Regions from separate parts of the Mus musculus genome. Here region 2 is linked to region 1. A link is a contact called in public Hi-C data. All regions are on one chromosome and are shown on one strand. Each heading gives the region's core, a stretch centred on a gene start, on an enhancer-like site or on the middle of the called end of the contact. The rest is flanking DNA. Distances are from core to core; before and after follow the strand shown. Region 1 overlaps Asic2 (acid-sensing (proton-gated) ion channel 2). Region 2 has its middle 130 kb from the start of 1700071K01Rik.

Evidence for each region. Hi-C and Micro-C count contacts between places; a contact is called where the count stands out from the background.
Region 2: a Hi-C map of uterus shows a contact between it and region 1, with 4 times the contacts expected there. The contact joins two enhancer-like sites. A contact is called at or near these places in 1 of 484 Hi-C or Micro-C datasets (uterus) and 1 of 115 datasets of contacts at active chromatin or transcription factors (large pre-B cells).

What each region holds. Positions count from the first base shown.
Region 1 is chr11:80,946,233-80,951,186 of GRCm38.p6, forward strand. The region is part of intron 3 of Asic2 (acid-sensing (proton-gated) ion channel 2); the gene reads right to left. Among named protein-coding and RNA genes, the nearest start is that of Gm51909, 51 kb to the left of the region's middle. Within about 2 kb of position 3,004, at least 22 of the 459 cell types and tissues checked have an H3K27ac peak or open chromatin away from gene starts, as enhancers often do. A contact at or near this core is called in uterus, where this site is marked.
Region 2 is chr11:81,446,128-81,450,921 of GRCm38.p6, forward strand. It overlaps a transcript of Asic2 not described here. Among named protein-coding and RNA genes, the nearest start is that of 1700071K01Rik, 130 kb to the right of the region's middle. Within about 2 kb of position 3,309, at least 29 of the 459 cell types and tissues checked have an H3K27ac peak or open chromatin away from gene starts, as enhancers often do. A contact at or near this core is called in uterus, where this site is marked.

The DNA.
Region 1 (4,954 bases), core at 1,754-4,253:
GACCCAACCAAGGAAGGTTCTGATTTATTAACTTGTCTTCGGAGGAAGATAAAGTAGGTGAATCAATAGACACTGGGCCTCCTCCCCTCTGTCTGGGTCCAAGGAGGAAATAAGACATGGAGACATGATCAGGATAGGGGAGAGAGGAGGTGACACTCGGGTCACACACAGCACATGGAACACTGTGTTTTGTGGGAGGTGGCATTATGGGAGAGGGGTATCGCTGGAAAGGGAGGCAGGGGTAGAAGGGTCTAAAAAGAGATTCCTGTGGTTGGTGATGGAGGAAAGCGTTACCACACATACTTTTCAATGACCATATCAATGCAGGGATCAGGATGGAGAGGATCTGGATGGGCAAGAGCGGGGACCAGCAAGGCAGCCATATTTCTTATCCAAGTGAAATTGTGAAATGTTGAACTGAAATTGCACCTGGGGTAGGGATAATAATATCTAACATTTATTAGGCATGGACACACATTACTGTGTAACCAAGGACTATTCTAGAAACACTGTATGCATGGACTTACGTAGTGAGGTAGGAGTCGTCATTAACCCTAGTCTACAGATGAGGAGAGTGAGTTACAAGGTACATCTAGCATATGGAGATTTGTCTTCAGGCCTAAATGGTTGGAGAGCTTGGGTGAACAATATGGGATGTAGATTTGGAGACATGGGAAGAGAATGAATATAGTTGGGACTGTTGCCTTGAAACTGTGGAACTCCAAGGACGTTGTCTATAAAAATCTAAGGAGAGGATCATGAAACTTAGAGGGAATTATCCATGAACTCTGAAGGAGAGAGCTATAGGAATCCTAGGGCGATAGCCATGGAACTCCAGTGAAGAGTGACACTTGCATCATTGGGTCTGGGGCTCAGGAAAGACATCAGGTCCAAAGGTGGCTGTGTGGGAATCATGGGAAAGGGTGAACTCACTTAGGGATACATCTAATACCCCCCCCAACTCAGTGTAGATATCTCAGAGTGCTCAATATATAAGGATGAACAAAGCATGAGTTGTTTATGAGGAGGCCCAAGGCTGAGAAGGCCAAGAGGTAGAAGGAAAACAAGAGTGCTCAGAAGCATCTCAGGAAGGAATGGCCGTCTATCAACATCCTCATGAGAACCAAGATGGGATAAAGACTGAGGAGTAGGGGCTAGAGAGATGGCTTAGGCACAAGGATCAGAGTTCAGAGTCTCCACACCCACGTAAGAAGCTACGCATTACGGCCCACGCTTGTAGTCCTAGTACTGGGAGGCAGAGACAGGAGCATCGTGTGGGCACACTGTCCTACCCACCCAGCCAATCAGTGAGCCTCAGGCTCAGTGAGAGACCCTGTCTCCAAAAATAAGGTGGACACTCACAGAGGAAGATATCCAACACTGACCTCTGACTGCCACACAAGAACACCACAACACCACACACACACACACACACACCCTACACATACATACACACACACACAGTGGTAGGTATCCTTATTAATGAAGATAGGGCTTAGTCAAAGATTTCATGGGCAACCTTGATGAAGAAACATGTCAGAGGAACACTGGGCTGGAAAAGGAGGGGAAAGAATCTACTCGAACAAGCAAGGCGATTTCTACAAGAAGAAAAGAAGTGGAAGCGACTGCAAGGCTGAGGCGGAGGCCCACGAAAAGTGATTTTAGCTATAACAAATGGGCATATTTTATATGACTTCTTGGGAGTCTTCCAACACAGCTGGACATGGTGCCTAGCTCGTTGTAGCTAATCAACAAATTCCTCGGGGAGATCGTGCTCACCCCTCCCGAATTCTTTGCTATTAACACCACCTTGAGAAAAACAAGCTCATATTTTATAGAAAAAAAAAGTCCAAAGCTTGGGGAGAATCCAGAGCTATTTCTTCTTTGGGGGATGCAAGGTAATAGTGATTAAGTAGCTAAGCTGGTAGATGCTTAATTGATTCTTATTTTTGGTCTACTTGTGGGAAACACTGTACCCTGAGGATGCACAGGGAGTAGCCACACACCAAGCAGCCTCTGTTTCTAGAACTTTCCCAGGGCTTCAGTGAGGTGGAACTGAATCCTGCCATCCTTATATGGCTCCAGCTTTGGTGGTTTGGAAGTCACTGAGGACATGTGTAATAAATTTTCTCTACTGCCTTGAAAAACAAGGAAGAAGAACAACAACTGGGCAAGCCTCCACTTCTAACGGGGACTGTGAAGCAGATACCAGGACTACGGGGCTGGCTGTCAGGTTGACAAATGAGCCTTCTCTTGTGAAAGGCACTTAGGAGGTTGAATCCAGAAGTTGGAGAAGAGCTGTCACAAGCCAGAGGTAGGCAGCTCCCACCCAGCAGCGGGGCCTTTCTGTTTGGAAGACGAGGAGAATGTTTCTTGTGAACCTCAAGGGATTTCCTTCCTTATGTTGGAAACACAGCTAAATACCAAAGCAAAGAGGAAGGGCGAAAGCCCTCTCCTAGGAAAACCTGACTGTCAGTCATACCAGCATTAGCGATGGCCTAAAGTTGTTGTCAAAGCACCTGCTCTTGAGGCTGGAGCTGGAGGCAGTTTGATAGCTTGGTACTTTGACGTTGGTTTACTCAGTACCTGGGTCTACATCCACTTCTACAATATAGATGCACTGCCTGCTGTAATGGTGGAGGCTCTGCGATATTGCAGGGGCTTATAGAGAGCTGGGATACCCAAGGGAGCATTTTCCAGGCTGGGGCATACCTTGGTTTAATTGGGTTTAAGGAAAAGGCAGCTTTAGAAACACAATCTTTGCTTTGGTATTTAGCCCAAGGACATGTTCTTTTGTGATTACCATATAAATAAATAATAAAATAAAATAAACAGAAAGCATGTGTGTAATTATGCGTGGGTGAGAGCAGGTTTACTGTAGGAGCAAGTTTCTCACTCAGTGCACTGGCTTATTCCAGTCATAAGAGCCTCTTAGGCTCCTATGCTAGAGTCAGTTGTTCCAGCATGAGTCATACTGACCTTCCAGGAATGGACTTTCTGTCCCATGCTGCCTTGTCACCTCTGGCCTACTGGCACACTTCCTTGGACTCTGTGTTGACACAACAGCATCTTGGCCTGAGAGCAACGTGGCCACCATATTCTAGCGTTGCGCCACAGATTGCGCATACTTGGTGATAGTTACACGATTATCATCAAGAAAGAGGATCACTTTCCATTGTCACGGGGGGAGATGCAATTAGTCCCCCAAACACACCCCATTCCAGGAATGACAACATGAGACAGAGAAGTGACTCATGCCATCCATGAGATCCCATATTTAAACACCAGAGTCACTCTGGTGGAACGGGAAATGTGCAGCTGTGGATGGGTCAACCACGGAGTAAACAAACAGCCACCTGTGGCTTCTAGGGGAGCAGCAATCAGGCCTGGTTTTGTTGGGACGTTACCTCTCCCCCCCTCTGTTGCCCCCCCTCCTGTAGCCTCTCAACAAATATTTGCTGAATAAATAAACAAAACAAAGCAGCGTTATAAAAGACACCAAAAGGCTGGTAAGGAAAATGAATCATTCATAATTGCCCCACTGTGGGTATTTTGGCTTATTTCCTTCAAGTCTTATTTCCTGTGAATGCGCTCTTTTCTATACATGTAAACATAATGTATTATTAGATTTAGCTCTGGGATGTGTTTTTGTATTCCTCTATTAATATGAATGAAATGATGAGATGAGACGATGTGGAAATGCATTGGAGACTGTAAAATGTTTAACAAATATCTTGTTATTAGTTATAATAAGCAGAGAAATACTGAAATGAATGCCACCAACCCCCCTTCAGCACAAACAGCCACTCTGTCCTTGGACACTGCAAATAGGTTTCTCTTCTTCATCCTGCTCACCACAGGGAGCCTCCCTGTCTCATCTTGTCAAGAGAAATACTGCCTTAGGATTCTCAGGAACCATCAGCTCCAACTTCCCACCCAGCCTAGAGTTTCCTTCCATGTCACGGATAGAGGGTGAGCAGGGGAGAAGTAGCCATGTTTGCCAGTCTGCTTGACAATGGCAGCCTCCACGAATACTCTCCTCTTCAGCCAGGGAGAGAGGAGTTATGATTCATGCCCTGAGGAGCGCTGTACACTTGCTCTGTACTCGGAGTAGGGTAGAACCCGGACGGCTGTTGTCACAGTTGTGGTGGGCATGTCTAGCAAACCACAAGATCAGGCTTGCTTTGAACAAGTCACAGCCATCCTCTTGAACACCCAAGAATTCCCTGACACATCTGTTGGTCTAACCCATGATATCTATTGGTCTATCCCATGACAGCTCAATAGCATCTAACCTATGCTTGGTTCTTTGAAGCTGCATGGGCTTGCTCCCACTACACAAAGTAATGCTGATGGAGCTCTCCTCGCAGACATTCCAGCTTCTTCACTGACTCTCCATCTGGGCCTGAACTAACACTGATAGTTTCTGACAGCTTATACCTAGATCCTTAGTGCAACTCTAGGCCCCCTTGAAAGGGTCACCCCGAAAAGGCTGTCAAAAGAATGAACCCTTCACCTTAACTACACCTGAGGATTGATGGAGGTGAGTCTCCCAGGCTCTTTGGAGAGGGGGAGAGGAACCCCACTTCCATAAGGAACAAGAGCACATCCTGATGGGTTTCACAAGGACCACACCCTCTCACATGGACCACACCCTGTCACAGCACACCCTCTCACATGGACCACACCCTCTCACACGAACCACATCCTCCTTGGGTATCTATAGTTTTCACTCCTCTGACTCGGCTCACATCCTTCCCATTACCTTCCCCCGTTATCCCTCTAAATCCCAGTGATCTCAGTACAAATCCAAGCTGACGGCCATTCACCCTGAACTCTTGGCTCTATTGTAGTAGAAAATTACTGATGAAAATGTGGCCTTCACTCTCTAGCTGGCTTTGCTCACTTTTGGCAGGATCCAGGAGCCCACTGAGCCTAAGAGCTCAGGCTTCAG
Region 2 (4,794 bases), core at 2,059-4,558, 500 kb after region 1:
CTCTCTATGAACCACAAAAGTCAAGCATGACTGCTTAGATTGCACAACCTGTATATGCAAAAAATCTCCAGAGGTCGACGGAGAGATGCTTTCCATAATATCCAAACATCCACTACAGATGCAGCAATTGTGTGTGCACGCACAGCTGTGATGTCAGTGAACAGCTGGCTGAGAAATGAATTTTCCTCTTTTCAATGACTTTGAATCATGCAAGAACTGCATTTGAGAGCTGGACGCCTGCTCACTGCTGGGCACTTGATTGTCTTTCTGTTTCCTGGGTAGCATGACCATGTCTTTTTTTTTTTTTTTTCTGAGTTGTTTGTGAAGACCAGCTCATCATGAGTTTTCTGTGGTTTTTATAAAGGGCCCCAGAAACTGTCACTTGAGGTGATTCTGAAAATGCTGCAGAATTCATTGGCCAAGGGGTGAGACACACCCCAGAACTAGCAAGCTGGGTTTGTAGTCATCTTTGACCTCTGAGTCATAGTGAAATGGTGACAGGAATCAGGGTGACTCCAAAATCAACTGCATTGAAGAGCAGAAGACTGGCCTTGTAAAGTGACAAGCTACATACAGATACTTGGTAAGTGTTGGCTCTAGTTTAATCTGCATATGGGGCTGGAAAGCCCACGGGGGAGGGTCAATGCAGTAAGGCAGAATGAACCCAGGACGTTTTGACTCAAGCTCTCTCTGTACCTCATCACATCTGTGTCCACAATCTCCATTATCCTCAGAATTGCCTGCTTCCTCACATAACCTCCTGGCTTCATCCACAGTGGGCTCTGTTCTCTTGCCCCAGACTGAGATTTCAAGGCCTCTCTAGGTGCTGTAGACACCTGTTGTTTCCATTTTTTTGGTTTTCCCTCTCCTGAGCTGGGGGTTGAATTTGGAACTTCCCACATGTTAGACAAGTATCCTACCTCCCAGCGGTGCCAGAAGCCCTGCACTTGCTAGTGCTGGTTGCCATTCTCAGTCTCACCCAGTCAAGTCCCTGTTCCTGGGCTCTGCCCCATCAGCAAGGTCCCACTTCACCTTGGATGCCAGGCATCTTGCTGAATGTTAGGTGCTTTTGCCTAAATAGTTTGTAAGACTTGTTTCCTGTGCCTCTGGATCCATGTGTGCACAGCGCTGGCTCTCTATCATATGCAGACAAGGGACACTGTGATCTGTGATTTCTTTAGATTTCAATGGCAGACTGGTCCTCACTGTTGCACTCGCCAGCCAGTCCCCTCTCAGCTTCAGATCAGCTCCTACAACAAACACACCAGGGGCACTGGGAATGGACAAGCCAGGTAGAAGCCTAAAATGACAGAAACTCAGAGAGGTTCACCTTCGTCTGTACTGAGTTAAAATACAATTTAAGGCCCCACTCCTGACAATGATCTTTTCTCCTGAGCACCCTGAAATTTACAAAGTTCACTGGACTTGGTATCGATCCCACTTGTTTCCACAACCACCTTGTACGGCAGACTTCACTGTGTCTAAGTGATAAGAAGATCAGAACTGGAGAAATTAAGTACCTTGCTGGAGGCCACACCTTTCTTTTAGAAAAGGTAAAACTGAGAGCCAGTGAGATGGCTCAGAGGGTAAAGGCAATCTGCCACCAAGTCTGATGACTTCGGTTTAATCCAAGAAATCCACTTGGTGGCAGGAGAGCATCAACTCCTCAACTCCCACAAGTTGTTCTCTGATCTAAACATACATACATGAGCGTGCGCGCGGACGCACGCACAAACACACACACACACACACACACATACACACACACACACACTAAATATCAAACCAGGTGGTAACTAAAAAACAGGTCTTTCTGACCTATAGTCAGTTCTCTTCTAGCTATGCCACAAAGGGGACATCAGCAGGTCATGGGGTCCAGAGAAAATGCAGAGAGGTTAGCCAGACTTAGGAGCCAGCAGAGGAGGGCCAAGGATGGGAGCCCTGACACAACCCAGGATCAGAGCTCACAGGGAAGGTGTCGGCATTTAGTCTAGGTTCCACCTCACAGTTACCTGACAACAGCCAGGTGTGCCAGACTCACAGTGAAAGGGGCTGCTTGCCTCTCCTCACTCCTCTGCACTTGCTCTGTCCTCTTGCTCCTGCTCTCCCTCTCCCCATTTCCCTCCCCCACCCTGTGCTCATGGCCAGCCTCTATTCCCCTCTCCCCCCCCCTCTCCCTCTCCCTCTCCCTCTCCCTCTCCCTCTCCCTCTCCCTCTCCTTCCCCCTCTCCCTCTCCCTCTACCTCTCCCTCTCCCTCTCCCTCTCCTTCCCCCTCTCCCTCTCCCTCTCCCTCCCCCTCTCCCTCCCCCTCCCCCTCCCCCTCTCCCTCCCCTTCCCCCTTCCCCTCTCCCTCCCCCTCCCCCTTCCCCTCTCCCTCCCCCTCCCCCTCTCCCTCCCCCTTCCCCTCTCCCTCCCCCTCCCCCTTCCCCTCTCCCTCTCCCTCCCCCTCTCCCTTCCCCTCCCCCTTCCCTCTTCCTCTCTGTCTCTCCCTCCTCTGTCTCCCCACCTTTCTCTGTCTCTACTCCCTCAATTCCCTTCCCCATGCCCTGAAGTCCTTCAGAGGGGAAAGGAATGCCTCAACATGGGCCTGCAGAGGCACCCCCTTCCTCCAAACCTGACTATACCTCCACCAAACATATTCCCTTTCTCTTATCTCTTTATGAAACACAAGACAGGGTCTGGCTTTAATTTGCTCTTTCAGTAGCACACAGCTACACAGCAGCCTTAGGAATCTTACCAGAGCTCACTAGTTTTCACTAGTTTGTTCTCTCTCTCTCTCTCTCTCTCTCTCTCTCTCTCTCTCTCTCTCTCTCTCTCTCTCTCCTTTCCTTCCACAGCTACCAGGAGGTGAGATCTCTCAGAGAGGAGAGTCTGAAACTCTGAAACTAACCAACCAGTTCGAAAGTTAAAAATCTTAATTTTCCAAGAGACTGGACAAGTTCTTTAGCATTGCCAAGCCTTCATTTCTTTCCCTGCAAAAAATAAATCAGAATAAGCACACCTACCTTGCAGGGTAGTTGTAAATATTATATTAAATAAGACTGTATTGTTATCAGTAACACTTGAGGAGTAATGGCCCATGGAGAGGCCTAACTATGTGGCTCTACAAGTCCAAGGGGCTCCCGTCGCAGGATGCACAAGTCTGGCTTGAGTTATGTCCCATCTTCTCTGAGATCAATTTATGTCCCAGGCCCTCTTGTGCTGCACGCTAAGCCGCCCCCCCCCCCAAACACACACACTGTTTATGTCTTCCCTCTGGCTCCAGACTCTGTAAGGCTCCCTGTTCAGCAGTTGCTTAGCCAAGCTGGGCCAATTAAACTGCATTCCTCTAATTGTTTTGGTGGCTTTTCTCTGAACTCACTCCAACTTGTCTACAAATAGGTTCTAAATTTAGACCCAAGCACCAAGTCTTGGAGCTCTGAGTTTCTCCCTACTTTGGCCAGCCGTGAGTCTGTTAGAATGCCTGTTTTTTATTTAGGGCTGGGGGGGAGGGGTACCTCTTCATCCCTCTCCTCTCCTGTCTTCCCCCAGTCATCAACCCAGAGGCATGAAATGTCCTGGTGACATAATTTATTTTGTTTGTGGAGTGCAGGTCTGGATTCAGTTAGGAAACAGTTTTTTTCTCACTTAAATTTCAGGGAATAGATGGTAGAGGATTAAAGAGAGGATTCGTTTACATGCACGGGTGCCTTTTAGTTTCTGGAAACTTCACAGAGAAAACAGTAATTCTGAAATAACACAGGAGGGGAGGAAAGCAGGTAGGGATGGGAGTATAGAGATTTGCTTTCATTTCTTTTTTTATGATCCATCCCCCCACCCCCACCCTAGTCTTTCCTTCCTAATTTGTATCCATTCAACCATGAGCCTCCATCATTGTTGTGTATGATATAAGAATTTCACAGGTCCCACCCCACCCCTGCAGTGTCTTCATCAGACAATTAGCACACTTCTAGACCCCACGAGGCAGGTGTTAAAGAGCTGTATAGTAACTCTCCCTCCAGGTTGATTTTCTTTCTCCCTTCTCCACTGCATCCCCCTTTCTCCTCTTTTTTTCCTCCTCCATATCAATGCGGAATACATGGTCACGAGCCATCCTTTGTGTGAGCAGATGGGTTAATGCTCTTGGAGGCCTTCGTAGATGGAGCTCATCCTCATGGAGTGCACAATTCCCTCTAGGGCCAACCCATTTGACAGACAAGGAAAGAGAGTTGAAAGGACCATAAACAAAGTCTATCTAAGGTCAGAGATGAGCTCTGGAAGCTTCCAACCTTAGTCTTGGACACAGCTGGGACCCTGCAGCTGGCTGCAGATAACGTAATTCTGACTGCACTGAAACTCGAAAGGCCAGCTAGACACAGCGGGGAGTTTAAAGGCAAGGTTGGCAAACAGATTCTGCTCTTTCCCATCAACCCAGCAAACACACTTGGTCCTTTGAAAACCACTTGGGACATGTTCCTTTGTTGTCCCCAATGTCCTCAAGAACATCTCGTGAGTCTTTAAAGGATGCTCATGGGGTAGCTCGGGGCAAGATGCATAGTGGCTGACTTGAAATGCCTTCACTGGTGGTCAGAGAGGTTTTGTCATTTACTGCATGGTCTAAGACCCTTTCTCAGAAGCCCCAAGCTACACTAGCTCACACATTTCAACCCCCAACAGGTGCCTGGAACCAAACCTGAGCATGTGGGATGATTCTCATACCCTGAACAGAGCACATGTCCCTGCTCTGTGGAATGGTCCCTCCCTTCTGTAGACAAGGCTTTGTCTTTTCCATGAAACTCAGGTGGGACAATGAG